Regions from separate parts of the Mus musculus genome. Here region 2 is linked to region 1. Evidence: chromatin contacts called from public HiChIP or PLAC-seq data. All regions are on one chromosome and are shown on one strand. The core of a region is the stretch at or near the end of the contact, and the rest is flanking DNA. Distances in the headings are between cores, read along the strand shown.

The links. HiChIP or PLAC-seq counts read pairs in DNA pulled down with a chosen protein or histone mark.
Region 2: a contact with region 1 is called in an SMC1A HiChIP or PLAC-seq map of large pre-B cells, with 3 times the contacts expected there. The contact joins two enhancer-like sites.

The regions. Positions count from the first base shown.
Region 1 is chr8:120,756,081-120,763,883 of GRCm38.p6, forward strand. Irf8 (interferon regulatory factor 8) reads left to right here. Exons shown (of 9, transcript NM_008320.4): 9 at 1-614. Among named protein-coding and RNA genes, the nearest start is that of Gm39266, 10 kb to the right of the region's middle. Within about 2 kb of position 3,976, at least 35 of the 459 cell types and tissues checked have an H3K27ac peak or open chromatin away from gene starts, as enhancers often do.
Region 2 is chr8:121,436,632-121,444,434 of GRCm38.p6, forward strand. No RefSeq gene overlaps it. Among named protein-coding and RNA genes, the nearest start is that of Gm26747, 22 kb to the left of the region's middle. Within about 2 kb of position 4,085, at least 24 of the 459 cell types and tissues checked have an H3K27ac peak or open chromatin away from gene starts, as enhancers often do.

The DNA of each region.
Region 1 (7,803 bases), core at 2,726-5,225:
AAAGGAGTTAGTTTGAGGGTCAGTACACAACAGGGGCAGAAAGCCAAGCAGATGTGGGGGCAGGGAGAGTCATCATCTGCTTTTGTCTGAGAGAAGGAGAGCTTCTCCGTTTGTTCAACTTTGTAACAAGCTGGGTTACATGCTCCACGCAGCTAGAGAAGCCTAGGTGCTCTGCATTCCCTGGGGAACTGCAGGAAAGCCTTACCTGCTGACTGTTGCTCTGGGGAAAAGCCTGAGGGTCCAGAGCAGCTACAAGCTACAGGCCATACCTTACAACCTGAAAAGCTAAGGACCACGGTGACCTTCCCGGCTACTGTGTGAAGGTGCTGGGTGGGGCCTGCTCAACAGACAGGGTCGACAGAGTGTGTGATACATGCAAACAGAATCCTTGGAGTGTGTGATACATGCAAACAGAATCCTGGGCCCCTGCTTCTCCCCCTCAGTCAAAGCAGGAGTGTCCCTTCCGAAGCCAGGACAACCTGTTCACAAGGCCCCTTGTCACATGTCACCTTCCACCTGCCTCAAGGAGTGCTAGTGTCCAAATATTTATTTTTGTATTCTCTTAAGAAGTATTGATTTCATCCTTTATTAAAAAAAGTTGCTCTTTCACAAAAGTAATGTTTGTTTCTTTTTTTAAAAAATCACTTTTGAATATAGTTTTCATTAGATTCCAGGATTTTTTTTTCTTTTTAAATTTTGATGTTAAAAAACGAGACCAGAGGTCTGGAGAGATGGCTCAGTGGTTAAGAGCACTGACTGCTCTTCCAGAGGTCCTGAGTTTAATTCCCAGCAACCACATGGTGGCTCACAACCATCTGTAATGGGATCTGATGCCCTCTTCTGGGATGTCTGAAGACAGCGACGGTGTACTTATCTACATAAAGTAAATTTATTTTTAAAAAGTCTTTAAAAAAAATGAGACCAGATCTGACTCTGCAGCCCAGGCTTTGAACTCATTGCAATCTTCCTGCCTCAGCCTCCTTAGCAAGGGGAGGAGAGGTGTGAGTCACTGTGAATCCTTAAAGGAATCTTTAAAATAAATCTTTAATTTACTTTTAAGAAATAATGGATTGAGATTTTCAAGGATTTAGGGATTTTTTTTTCTTCTCTTAAGACAATAGCAGAAAGCTCTGGAGAATAACAGACACAGGAGAGCACAGAGGGCGGGCAATCCACGCTGTTCTACCAGATGTAGATTAGGGTTTCAGTGAGCCCAGGCCTCGTGCAGCATGGGAGGGCATGGAGGAAGGAGACTATGCTGACAGCACCCTTCTGGAAGCTTCTAGAAGCATTAGTGGGACGGTCACCAGTCATAGCGCTGAGGTGTGATCTTCCATTCGTGCACACATACTTATGCCAGACACCGGCTCAGAATGACCCTCACTGGTGCTATAACCAGCCCAGGGGCCATTTCAGTAGCAACTGGGAACAAAGGCCCTCCCCACCCCCACACCGCAGGTGGGCACAGACTGCTAGTTCTGCTGTCTCTGAGGCAGTGTGCACTGTCTCTGCTCTCATGGGATCTCAGAGACAGGGCCAGTTAGTCCCAGCTTACCCATGTGGAAAGTGCGGGAGAGGGCCATGTTTGGCTTGAGTGAGGCCTCCCTTGTTCCGGGAGTGCAGTTAGAGCTTCTGCAAGATCCTTGGCCCAGAGGACAGCTGACTGCAGAGCAAAGTAAAGCAGCCATTTCTGCAGGGAGTCCCGTTGGCTTCAGAGGGCTCCAACGGGGGTCTTGTGTATAAACAGCTCCTCTCTGGATGTGCAAAGTGAATCCAGTCCTGTTTGTGTCTCTCAGAGTTCAACCTCTGGGCCAAGAGTGGATGCTGTCTCCCTGAAGTGCGGGAGGGAATTTGGCATCTCTGAAGGCTGGGGCCTCCTGGGACAGGACTTGGGTCCTCAAAGGAATGTGACTTTCTCTGGGTGGAGACTGTTTGGTCCTGAAGGAAAGGCCAGCTACCTAACCACCACTCTTGGGATCATATAAAACCCTTATTAGGTTAGTGTGTGTTAACATGACTCTGAGTGGCTACTTAGTTCCCTAATGTCTGCAAGGTCCACCTGAGCAGAACAAACTTTCTGCTTCCCTTCATACCAGTCACAGAAGACAAGGACCCTAGAGACATCGAGGGAAGAGCAGGGTGGGGTGAGGCAAGTGCCCTGGGGTGCCTGCTGTGTGAGGTATTGGCTGGGCCGGTGAAAGACAAGGGTTGATTGTGTGGCCAGAGGACAGGCTAGGGTTCCACTCATCATGCTTCTGTCTCCCATTTCCCTCACCATCGAGAGGGATTTGATACCACACACAAAGAGGCTTAACAGGCCCGAAGAGCACAGAGCAGAGCCTGCCGCTCAGAAAATACCCAAAATAACCGTATTTCTGTTTACCACTCATCTGTAATTAAGCCAGGAGTGATTAGAGAGCTGAACTATAAATATTAAATAGTCCTTGCTGACACGCTACAACGCCAATGGTTAAGTAAGTGTGTGTGTGTGTGTGTGTGTGTGTGTGTGTCAATCAACTATGTCAATAATGTAATTGTTAATAGGGTGTGGTGGTGCACTCCTGTAAGCCAAGCATTCCAGAAGCTGAGGCAGGAGGATGGTGAGTTCCAGACCATGCTGGGCTACACAGTGAAACACTGTCTCAAGAAACCAAGCTGCAACAATAGTGGAATTAGCACTCAATTGTTTGGAGTGATAAAGAAACGTATGACTGTGCAGAGTTATATGTTTTCCCTTTATTTATGGACACCGATTTAATTGAATATGATATTAATGTGGTCATTTCTGAGCCTTCCATTGTAAACAGTAATGAATTTATTAAACTTCTCTCATTAGGTTCCTTACACAGAGTCTGTGCTAGCCTAGTGGAAGGGCTGCCTTGCTGACTCCCCGATCCTGGCTTCCCTTCCGGACCAGAGCCTGGAGTTCTGTAGCTTTCTCTTTTACTATTATTATTTTGTTTGTTTGTTTCTGAGAAAGAATCTTAATCTATATTCCAGGCTGACCTCAAACTTGGTTTTGATGCTCACGGCAGGTGGTGGGACAGGCCAGTGAGGCGTTGCCTGTGATCCACCCACCGGGAGCCCTGTGATGGGAAGAAGGGATCAGTGGTTGGCTCAGGGCTTCGGAGAGACTTGAGATCCCCTCATGAAGGTGATCCCATGTTGCTTTAGGCAGTCCTACGGACTCGCACATCCTGCAGGAGGAGTCGCTGTGAGCATCCCTTAGAGGACATCAAAATAGTGTGCTTTTGGTTTAGCCTTTCCTATGCGGTGGGAGGGGAAGGGGCGGGAGAGGGAAGGAAGGGCAGAATCTGGGCTCTAGGATCCCTTGTGGTGAGGTTTGGGGAAGGGAATAGGCTTTCGTGGATGCTGCCCGGTGAGCAGGGTCCTCCTGTCCTGCCCCCCCATCCCGTTAGCATGTGCAAGTGGAGGACTGAGCTCTGAGTGACCCTGGCTTGGAGCTGTGTTGCAGATTGGGACTGAACTCAATATATGTTGGCATTATGGGTCATACCTTTGTGCTGAGGGCTATCCCTACTATCCCCTACTTTGTGCTGAGGGCTATCCCTACTATCCCCTACTTTGCTTTTGTCTGAAGTATATAGAAAAAAAACTTAAAAAATTGCCCAAACCCCAAAAGGGACATGGGAGGTATCCCCTTAGCAGGTCCTTAGCCAGCTTTGGGGGAGAAAAACCAGTGTCTCAGCCACCCTGGATCCCCTTTTCCTTCCTGTCCGTGGCTTCTGCAAGGGTCTCTCAGCCTCTAGTGCCATGAGCGGGGCATTGGTCAATGCAGGGTAGAGATCCCGAGGCCAGAATAAAGTGACTCTTGCCAAGGCCTCTGAGAACAAGTCAAACATCTGATGATGGGAGAGTCTTCTTGATTATCCATGCAAGCCAGTGTCACAGGGTTGAGTCAGAACTATGAAGAAGGGACACGTGGGTCAGAGCCAGAGAAGACACGTGACACGGCAGGACAGGATTTAGTTGGGCTGAGATGACTCTTGAAGCTGAGGACTGGCAGGGAAACACAGGAGGTTCTAGAAGGAACCACCACCCCAATCTGTAGTCCTGACCTTGGGGACTGTCAGGGAACGGGTGTGTGCTGTTTTTAAGTCACTGCTACAGCACTGTCCACAGCCATAGGACAGTGACACAGAATGTTGACCTTCAGAGGAGAAACCCAGGACTCCCGGGATGGGAGTTAGGGATCCTGGGTTGGATGGCGGGTCACATCATCCCCTTTTCTCCGGACTCAACTTCCTCCCAGCTGTCTCTCTTTCATCAGCATCCTGTCCTTCTCACATGGGAGCCACACTGCCCCCCAGTACTTGGGGACACTGGGGTGGAAACCCCAAGGTTGAAAATAGCCCTGTATTATTCTTGGTTAAGTTTCTGCTCTTTCCCCGAGGCAGCCGGCTGAGAAAGCCACTTCCTTCTGCCAGCCTGCCGTCCATACTGGCATCTGTCTTCTGTCCTGCTGGGCTTTCAGCCACCTGGGGCTGGCCCAGAGGTGGGCTTCTGTGGAAAGATTTTCCCTGTGTTCCTGCCCTGACTGTGGCAGAAGTTTTGGAGCAGAGCGGAGCGGAGAGGGAGGGGGCTGCTGCCTGCTTTGGTCTTCTTGTTCTAGGGTCTTTCTTATTGTCAAGTTTGAGGCCATGTTTCCTTTCTCAGGGTGTGAGCTCCGACCACGATGGTGTCACAGCCAAGAACTTGTTTCCACTCAAAACCACGGGCCGGGCCGGCAAAGACCTTTTTAAAGAAAATTCTTACCCCCCCCCCCCCCCCCCGTTTCTCAAGCTTGACCTTAAAGGACCGGTTGCCACTGAGAGATGTAAATGACGCCATAGGACACAGATCGCCTTAGGTGTGGGAGGAGAATGACACTTTTAAAGAGGGGCTTCCCGAAGGCAAAGCTTCAGATGATGGCTTGTCTCGCTCACCACAGAGCAGGCCAGAGATGTTTGTCCAGTGAAATGGATGTGGATGTGTAAGCGAGGAGCCGCTGGGTCTGATGGGACTTGAAGGTTCTAGAACATATGGTCACCCTCTCTGCTAAGTGTGACCCATGTGCTGATCCCTTGAAATCATTCTCCAGGTGGATTACAGTGCCTCGAGTGTCTTCTGGACTAGAAGACAACCCGGTGGGGACAGCGATCCATTCCAGCATGCTGGATTCTACCCACGATCCTGAGTGGCCCCAGTGATATCCAGGGCAGGTCCCCTCACCCATGAGTTGCATGCCTCAGCCACGTCCAGGGGCAGGTCACCTCAGTCATGATCAGGAAGACTCTGTGACAGGTGGTGGAACCCCCATCCCATCTCCCTCCACTTCAAGAACATCACTCTCACTATTCAGATAGAGAAATTAAGACCCAGAGGTGAGCTATAAATGGCAGAGCCGCTTGTAGTGGTCATGAGGTGGCCCAGTGCTTAGTGGAAGATGGGAGGTCAGCAGCCTGACAGGTTCCTTACCACAGAACCCTAACTGTGTCAGGCACTCTGTCTCCCTCTGTGTGTTTCAGGGGAGGGTCCCATTCTCACCCAGCTATGGGCCTTGACATCTCTGAGGCAATGGTTCTTCCAGAAGGGTCTGTGACTGGATAACATCCAGGGAATACAAGGGAAGGCTCCACTGGGCTTCTGGGAGGTTCTTCCAGCCCTTCTTAGCCAATGAACAGGTACGAGGACTCTCCAGCCTTGAGTCTCCATCTTTACTGCATCACACGGGAAACTCCTTCTTCTTACCTTGCTTGGCCTCCTGTGATGTGGGACTCTCCTATATGTCATGGATAGAGCAAAAGGGTGAGGCATATGAAGCAAGGTGAGTCCGAGAGACCACCTAGCCGGGAGAGGTTGGGTGTCACCCAGCTCTCTTGCAGGTCTGTTTCAGACACTGATACAGAACCTAGTGTTCTGGAGCAGAACTAGACCAACCTCACACCTCGAGCATTCCTGGATGGGTGCTGGGTGGACTTCCTGGAATGCTTAGTTCATATCAGAAAAGAGTGGGGATTTTTTTTTTGGCCGCTGTGTTGTCTTGTCCACGAGACCCTTATCATGGGCTGCTTTGCCATCCTGGTTCACCTCCTTTAGCCGCTCAATAATGTCCTGAGATGGTTGTCTCTGTTGACACCAAGGAAGCAGAGGAACAGCAGGGTCATAACGACTTGCTCAGGGCTGATTGGTGGTGTTGTCTGAAGCCAGTCTCCTTATCCACCATTGCTGTCCTCACAGAGGTTCACTGCAGAGCCCACGAAGGTTACAACCTGAGGGTTACAACAAACATTGGACTCCTTGTTGCTTGGAGGAGATGACCTTGTTACAAAGTTGCTTGCTGGAGTGACAGTTGACAGCTAAGTCTCCGCCTCTGTGTTTTTCTGGAAATTAGAGGCTAAAGTCCAGGACCACATATCGTGAATAGAATCTCCCACCACTCAACTCAAGCCATGATGGACCCAGCCCGGGGTGGCCTCTGCTCCTGACACGGATAACCCCTGCAGGGAACTAACCAACCTTAGCACACTTTTGTTAATGAAATCCCACACTTTTCTGGTATTTATTAAATGTCTCCTCTCCCTTTTACCTATCTTGGGACCCATCATGATCCCATATCCTAGGGTAGTCACATCTCTTTGACTGTGACTCCTTCAGACTGCCTGGCTTGCATAGCCTTGACTATTTTGAGGTGTCCTACAGAGGCTCCCCCCAGCTGGGACTCTGTAGTCTTTTCCTCCTGTTTAACGGAGGATACTGAGACCAGACATGGAGATGCATGCCTTTAATCACAGCATTCAGGAGGCAGAGGCAGGCAAGTCTCTCAGAGTTAGAGGCCAGCCTGGTCTACATAATGACTTTGAGGACAGCCAGGGCTACACAGTGAGACCCTGTCTCAAAATAAATAAATTAAAAATAAAATAAAATAAAACCACAAGCTGCTGGGATGTCAGGCACACTACACAGGTGGATTTTTTATGGGTGCTGGTCTTGGTCTCCCAGGAAATTGTTCCCCCTGTTCACAGAGGATTCTCCAAGTCCAAAGGCCAATAACAATGGGACAGTTCAGGGCTCAGGAACATGTGCTCTGCCAGGGGATACAGGCTGAGACATCTTTGTGACCCCCACGGGTCCCCCCCAGTTCCTGGGGTCTCCAGCAGTTCCTACATACTTTACTTTTATTTTCTATTTTTTAAGAATGCTCTTCAGAAAGTCAACCTGAACAGTTTTCCCAAAGGTCCAGAGATGACACGCCTGCGACACTCTGGATCCCCAGCCTGGTTTCTCTCTGAGCAGCTTCTCCTTCCTGCCACCTCAGCCACGACAGCTTCCTTTCGCTTTTCTCAGGATCCACACACCCTTCCAGTGATCTCAGAGCCAGTGCACCCACCACTTCCTCTGCCTGGAATCTGCTTCCTTCCCTCGTAAGCTGGTTGACAGCTTCCTCCTTCAGACTCCTCTGCCAACCTCCAGAATAAAATAAACAACTCCCTTTGCACTGTGGGAGCTCAGTACAAAGGGAGGCTCCTCTATAGTACACTCAAGGAAGGCAAGACTCCTTCCATTTGTGTTCCCTGGTGTATCTTCAGGCCTGCAGCCCAGAGCCAGGTGGATGATAAAGGGTCTAGTACTCTTGTGACTCCATCCATCCACCGATCAATCCACCTGTCACTTGCTCTTGAATTCACTTAGCACTTATCCACCCAAACATCTATCTATTCATCCACCCATTCATTTATCCACTTGATAATGCATCTATTCATCCACTCAAATATCCACCCATCCTCTATCCATCCCTCCCTC
Region 2 (7,803 bases), core at 2,835-5,334, 680 kb after region 1:
ATTTCCAAAGAGGAGAGAGCTGGGGACAGGGCAGGGGTGAGGAGAGGGGAAGGAGCTGCAGTGTGCTTCCCATCAGACATTAGTAATCGATCACAGAAAGCCTGATTAAAACACCAAAGCAAGAAGCTGGGATATAAAATTACCCTTGTTTCCCATTCCCAGCATCCAAAGTGCTGGTGAGTCGACTCCAACTGCCTCTCTAGGAGACTCACTAGTCCGAAGGAGGAACCTCCTTTCAGGAATGTGAGTTCTTACCGCTCACCCTTTCCTGGCTTTGTTCCCAACAGACATTACTAATCGATCACAGAAAGCCTGCTCATTAAGGATACTTTGAAACCTTGTGCTGTTTTCCAGCACTAAGCTAGTGTCAAGCATTGCTGTGACAACCATAATAAACAAACCACAAGTGTTTCCTATGAGCATGGCATAGAGAGCTCATCTGCTTCTCATTACAGCCCTGCATAATACTGTTCTGTCCCCACTTTACAGATGAGGAACCAGAGACATGGGCGGGTGATACTGATGCCCAGGTTCCACAGCTAGTGAATGACAGAGCGAGAATCAGGAGACCAAGCTGATGTCCGCAGAGTAGCCAAAGGCATCAGCTGAGGCGACAGGTGGGCATGCCCAGCTCAAGGTATAGAAGCCAAGGATAGTTTGACCCTGCCTAGAGACCAGCTGTTGCCCTCTTCTGGGGTGACCCATCACGGTGCTTGACCCTGGGCTGGGTATCCATGGGCAGGCTGAGAGATCTGGCTTTGCCAAGTGTGGACAGCAATGCTGACACAGGAAAGTCGTAGTGGCAGAAGCCCTGGTTAGAATCTCCCAGGTACACACCAGGCCATGGGCTGAGCACCATGCAGACCTCTTGGGAAGGCATAGCCTCCCTTCTCAGCCCACCAAGGCACCATCAAGAACAATCCTGCTCAGCCATGCCCGAGGACTCCCCTTTCATCCCCCTACTGGCCACAAAGAGGCAGCTATCTCTCCTCATTCCCTTCCCTGTCCCCACACTCAAGGGCAGGGCAACCTGTGGATGTGAGACAGATCTTCTCCTGACCCAGTCACCCCGGGAGGGCAGGCACAGGGCCATGAAACCCAGCTGTGGAGTCGGTTAAGAAGGGGCAGGTAGCCATGGAAAACAGCCCCACCCGGCTCCCCTGTGAATCCCGACAGCTCAGGGTCCTCCGCCCACATCCTTGCACCCCAGGACCCTGGCACTGGGAAGGAGAAAGGAGAAAGGGCTTTGGGAAGAAGGTGGTAAGTGGGTTCTCCTGAGGACTCCAGAGTTCTCAAAACAAAATCGAGTCCTCTCTCTTTCTCTCTCTCTCTCTCTCTCTCTCTCTCTCTCTCTCTTTCTCTCTCTCTCAGACCTCAGCTCCTTTGGAAGCTGTGGGAAGCCCAAGGATCCTCCCTGGAATGTTGTGACATGCATAAAACTCATGGGGGTGTAGGAGAGATAGCACGGAAGAGCCATCAAAATGGCCGAAAGTGGGACAACAGACACACCCCTGTGGAACATGATCTCACAGCTTCCTGACCTCAGACACCCTGATCTCAGACTGTAGGTCGTCTCAAAAGACTGACACTTCTGTGCTGGGAGGAGAAAACAGCCATGACCAGCTGGTGACAAAGTGACAGGCTTTGTTAACAGCGCTGGCTCACTGGCTCACAGCCTGTGTCCATAATGGGAGGAACGGTTAGGTTCCAACTCAAGCTGAGGGAGGACAAAGAAGTGGCGTTCCCATCTGGCCTCACTGATTCCTGAGTTCCACCCACAGACACTGAAGTCAAGGCCACCAGGATCAGTCCTAGGGCCCCATTCCCTCTTCACACCTCATCTCGGAGCAGGTGAAGGGGATGTCCCAGCAGCAACCACGCCCTTGGGAACTTCCAGGGCTGTGCACAAAGCAAGGAATATTCCTATATGCTTGTTTCAGGGCTGGGGAGAGGCTCAGAAGGCAAACACACCTATGCACTTACTCTAGGTGTGTGGGCATATATGTGTGAGTGTGTGTATGCGTGTGCATGTGTGTGCCTTAGCCATGTGACATAGGAGACAGACAGGAGGATCATGAAGATTATTGGCCCCCAGCTGAGCTCAGGGCTCAGTGAGAGACTCTGTCTTAAAAGATTAAGGTGAAGAGTGAGAGAGTAGAGTGTCTGATGTCCTCCTCTGACTTGCACGTGTAAGTGTAAGAGTATATGCACATATACACACTTACACACAGACACATACCATACACACATACACAGTACACATACATGTACACCCACACATACATACATACACAGCACATGCATGCACATACATACACACTCACATACAGCACACACTCATAAACATATACACACTTACATGTGCACACACACACACATACATACATACACAGCACATGCATGCACATACATACACACTCATATACAGCACACACTCATAAACATATACACACTTACATGTGCACACACATATACATACACACTCACACATATACACTCACACACATACATACACATTCATGTACATGCACACATATATGCACACAGCACACTCTTACACACATACATACACACTCTTGCACGCACACACTCACACACATATACATTTTTAGTACACTCATGACAGAGGAAATGTTTCCTTGGGCCCTGAGGAAGAGCCTGAGCCGACATGCCACTGTCTGTCACTCAGGCTCCACCATGCCCCAGGGAGGCCAGAGTCTACAGCTTCCAAAAACAAGGCCTTTCCATGCCTGCTGGGGCCCAGCAGGAAGGTTGGGCTGAGTCTCCACACATGTGTTCCCCACAGCTTGCCAAGGGCTGGGCTCGGGTGTGCACAGGAGCCCCACAGGCCAGGTCAGGGTGTGTGTGTGAAGTGGCTCCCTCTGGCTGGCCCATGGATGTCCCCCATAGCCTTTGGGCCTCACCCTGCCCCCTACCAGTACGTGCTCACTCTGCCAGCACTTCTCAGGGTGTGACCTGGAAAACTGCAAAGTCATGAGCCCTGGTGCAAGCCAGAATGGACAAATGCCCCAGCGTGGTCACTGGCAGGTGACCAGGCATGGCGCAGACCATCCTGCATAAAGTGGAGATTAAACCATGCCCTGGTTTGCATCACCATTCCCAGCCACTTGACAGGGCAGTTGCTACATGGCAGTTAAGACTGACTCTATTCCTACCCCTGGGTCTGTCCATCAGCACAGGAGGAACGGGGTGCAGGGAGCTCAGCTCTGCTCTTCCCGGTGTGCACTGATCCCCAAAATAAGGTGCTGTTTAGGTGGAGTGACCACAGCAAAGTCAGCAGCCACCAGAGTGACATGAGGCTGGGAGATGACTTCTGGGTCTGCCCACACATGTTCTAAATCAACACCTTCCAGAAGCCCACTGCCCCTGCAATCTAACCGACTCCCATCATCAAGGCAGCTGGCTGGCTGCTCCCTGAACTCCTTTTGCTGAAGAGGCTGGAAGGACCATATGCCCCCGACTGCCTGGTGGAGAGGAAGGAGAGGGGGCTGGAAACAAACCAGTCTGACCCATGAAAGACTTGCCGAAGGTTCTCCAGTGGAGGGTGGATCTTTCAGGAGAGGAGCCACAGGCTCAGCCTTCTCAGACACACTGTCTTACGACCAGACCCCAGTGATGGCCACTGGCTCAACCTGCAATTTAGGCTCAGACCAGAGATGAGAGTGGCTCCAGCTGAGGGACATACTTCAGGGCAGTCTCAGTAATGAGAGGACAGGAAGTCAACGTGCAACCATGTCACCGTGAGAGCTCTTGTGTTTGGAAATCCCCCTTGGGCATTAAGAGTCTGCAGCTCCTTGGGGAAAACTGAGGCACTGGACCTGGAGGGCGGAGCTCAGTTTCTGAGCCCTGCAGTGGAAGGCCCCATGGAAGCTGGATGAAGCAGACCAAGGGGATCGCACCTCACACAGCCCTTGTGTCTGTGGGCAGCTCAGTCTGGAGCAAAAGGCCCAAGCTGCCTCGCCACATCCCTTGGGAACTGAGGTTCCTAGAAGTTAGTTGCCAGTGTCCCCTGGGTAGCTTTGGGCTCCACCCAGAATTTTGTTCCAGAAGTCTGTGGTAAGCAGGAGCTAACGGTCCGTGTCGTCTTGGTGGTCCCGTGTGGCTGGGTCTTGCTCTGTGTGCTCAACAGCAGGGCAACCAGGCAAACTATTTCTCACAGATTCTATCCTACCCAAGGAACTATTCTGAGAAAGAGCTTCTTTTATCTTCACGAAAGCCCTGTGAAGAGCAACCAGAGGCAGGCCCGTGATGCTGAGAAGCCACAAACACAGCTTTGGTGACTGAAGGCCATACCTATTGTATTCCCCTTCTGGACAGTGTCCAGGACGGGCAAGCCCATGGAGTCTGGGAGATCACATTTGCCTCAGATGGGAAGGAGAGATGGGTGAGAACTCCTTAGTTCAAGCTTCGCTGAAACACTCTAGGGTTGTGAAGGCTTCGCAACTTTGAGTGAAGAGAACCCGGAACCCCACATGTCAAGGGAATATATATATATTCCCTTGTGTGTGTGTGTGCATATATATGTATGTAAGTATATGTGTGTGAGTATATGTGTGTGAGTATGTATGTATATGTCTCAAGGGAATATATATATATATATATATGTGTGTGTGTGTGAATACACATATTTTTTTTTTTTTAGAAAAAGGTAAACACGGGACTGAAACAATGGCTTAGCAGTTAAGAGCACTGGCTGCTCTTCTAGAGGACCTGGATTCAATCCCCAGCAGCCACACGGCAGCTCACAACCGGCTATAACTCCAATTCTAGGAAATTCCACTCCCTCTTCAGGCCTCTCTGGGCACCAGGCATGCGCATGATACACAGACATTCATGCAAGCAAAACATCTATACATATACAATGACAAAATGGGGGGGGGGGGGCAGAGACTGCAACATCACCATTTCCTAGCTGTGTGACTAACCTCTGTACCTTAGGTTGGTTTTCACAGTAAGAAGATGGTCATAGCCCATCGTCTTACTAACCTTGTGTCATTAAGACCCATCAGGCACTGGGGTATGGAATCAGCAAGGAGTCCTCAGTCCCTAGACAACCAGGCTTCTTTCCACGCCAGGCAATGCAGTGGTCAGCTTGAAGCTGGGCTGGGGAGATGGAACCCTTTGAGGGCTCCGGTTACACTTTGACCAGCACAGCTTCCAAACACTCTTCTCCAAGGCAGGACAGAGCCTGGGGCTGTTTAACTCAAGACAGGTTTCCCAGGGTTCCTCTTGGGAACTCGCAAGTCAACCCAACTGCTTGTGATTGCAACAAAGAGAGACGCCACCCCAGCAGCTGTGAGGTGCCCTGACTTCCATTGATGCGCCAACATGATCCTGCATTTCTATGCATGTAGCTACCGCTGTTGTTCTGTGTGGGGTCAGGCCAGGCTTCTGTCTTCTCCCAGAGTCTCTATTTCCCAGGCTTTTTTTTTTCTGGTGGGCATGTATTTTTATGATCTTTTTAAAGAATGCTGCTTTCTGGATGGTGAAGCTCAAAGTCTGAAAAAAAAAAATCTATTTAGGGAAAAGTTACTTTAAAGGGAGACCAAATAGAAGCAAGAAAGAAGCCAGAGGAGCAGGCAGGGGCACGGGAAGAGCTGCAGGGGCGAGGGATAAATAAGAAGTGTGTGTGTGTGTGTGTGTGTGTGTGTGTGTGTGTGTGTGTGTGCTCGAGTGTGTATGTGTGTACGTGTGTGTGTGAGTGGGTTGTATATGCATGTGTACATGTGTGTGTATGTATGTGTGCATATGTGTGTGTGAGTGTATGTGTGTGAGTGTGTGTATGTGTGTGAGTATATGTGAGTGCATGTGTGTGTAAGTGTATATGTGAGTGTGTGTATGTGTGTATTGAGTGTGTGTATGTGAGTGTGTGTATATGTGTATGTGTGTATGTACGTGTGTATGTGAATGTGTGTGTGTATGTGTGTATGTGAGTGTGTGTATGTGTGAGTGCATGTGTGTGAAAGTGTATGTGAGTGTGTATATGTGTGTATGTGAGTGTATGTATGTGTGTGAGTATGTGTATGTGTGTATTAGTGTGTATATGTGTGTGTATTTGTGTGTGTATGTGTGTATGTGAGTGTGTGTATGTGTGAGTGCATGTGTGTGAAAGTGTATGTGAGTGTGTATATGTGTGTATGTGAGTGTATGTATGTGTGTGACTATGTGTATGTGTGTATTAGTGTGTATATGTGTGTGTATTAGTGTGAGTATGTGTATGTGTGTATTAGTGTGTATATGTGTGTGTATTTGTGTGTGTATGTGTGTATGTGAGTGTGTGTATGTGTGAGTGCATGTGTGTGAAAGTGTATGTGAGTGTGTATATGTGTGTATGTGAGTGTATGTATGTGTGTATTAGTGTGTATATGTGTGTGTATTAGTGTGTGTGTGTGTGTGTGTGTGTGAAGTAGCCACCAACAGCTTTCCCATGCTGGGACAGCATGACAGAGGTGAGAGGTGAGACCCAGAATTGAGCTGCTTCAAGGAGGAGAGGGGCAGTCCCATGCATGCCAGATGACTCAGGTCTTCAGGAGGACTGCCTTTGTTCCCACACTGCTGTGATCTGTGTAAGGCCCTGAAAGTTCTGGTCCCCTGAGTGGCGCCCTGTGACACAGACTTATGCTCGGGGTCAGAGTTGAAGGAGACTCAGCACCCATCCTATTACGATGGCAGCTGGAAGCCTGGGAACACATTTCCCAGAATCCTCTGCCATCTGGAGCATTCTGGAGTAGACTCCATCGGTGAGAGTCATTCACGCAGAGAGAGGACTGGCCAATAGCATTGCCTCTCCAGCCCCAGGGAACAGACTCGTTGACTCCAGCAGGACCCACCTGCCCCAGAGCTCTAGGCTGGTGCTACCAGCGGCACAGTTCCCAAAGCTCCTGTCACATCAAACTCCTGAACTCCGGAAGCACTCCCAAGCCCCGCCCCCAGCACTCCCACAGTTTGGGAACAACCAATCCCCTGTGTTAAATCTCCTCTTCTGGGCCTGTGAGAACACTTCCCTTGGTGCCCTTAAAACAGATTTTTATGACAGATCAAACGCCTTCAGCTTCCAGGACAGTGCCACATTAACATCAAACTGCAGGTGACCATGATTCTCATCTGTCTAGCACCATCATCTCCAAGTTCCCCGAGGGCATAGTGGGCACAACTGGGACAAAGCCAGGCCTACCACTGCTCCTACCCCAGGACTCTTTCCGATACCTGTCCCACTACTCAGGGTAACGGCTGTAGGCCAATGTCCCCTGGTCTCAGCCTTCTCTCAAGAAGACACCCCTCAGCCGGGTGGTGGTGGCGCACGCCTTTAATCCCAGCACTTGGGAGGTAGAGGCAGGCAGATTTCTGAGTTCGAGGCCAGCCTGGTCTACAAAGTGATTTCCAGGACAGCCAGGGCTACACAGAGAAACCCTGTCTCAAAAAAAAAAAAAAAAAAAAAAGACACTCCTCCCCCCCCAAAAAAAAACATCTTGGCTCTCCCTCAGGGCAGAGCCTCAGCAGTGGGTCCCAAGGGCCTGAACAAAGACTGCTCACCCTTGGTTGGTTTAACGGGGGTCTTCTTTGCACCCTAGAGATGTAAAGAAATGTATGTCGGCCATGTGTGGAGCCCAGCTCCTGCTGGCTTGAGATGAGTCCAGGGGCAGATGCTATTGCACAGGGAAGTACTTGCTGTTGCTGGAAGCTTGGTAGTGACTGAGCTGGAGAGATACTTAGCCTCTGACTATTGTTCCCAACAGACTGCTTCCTAGATCCCTGAAATCTCTGCCCTCACAATCTCTAGAG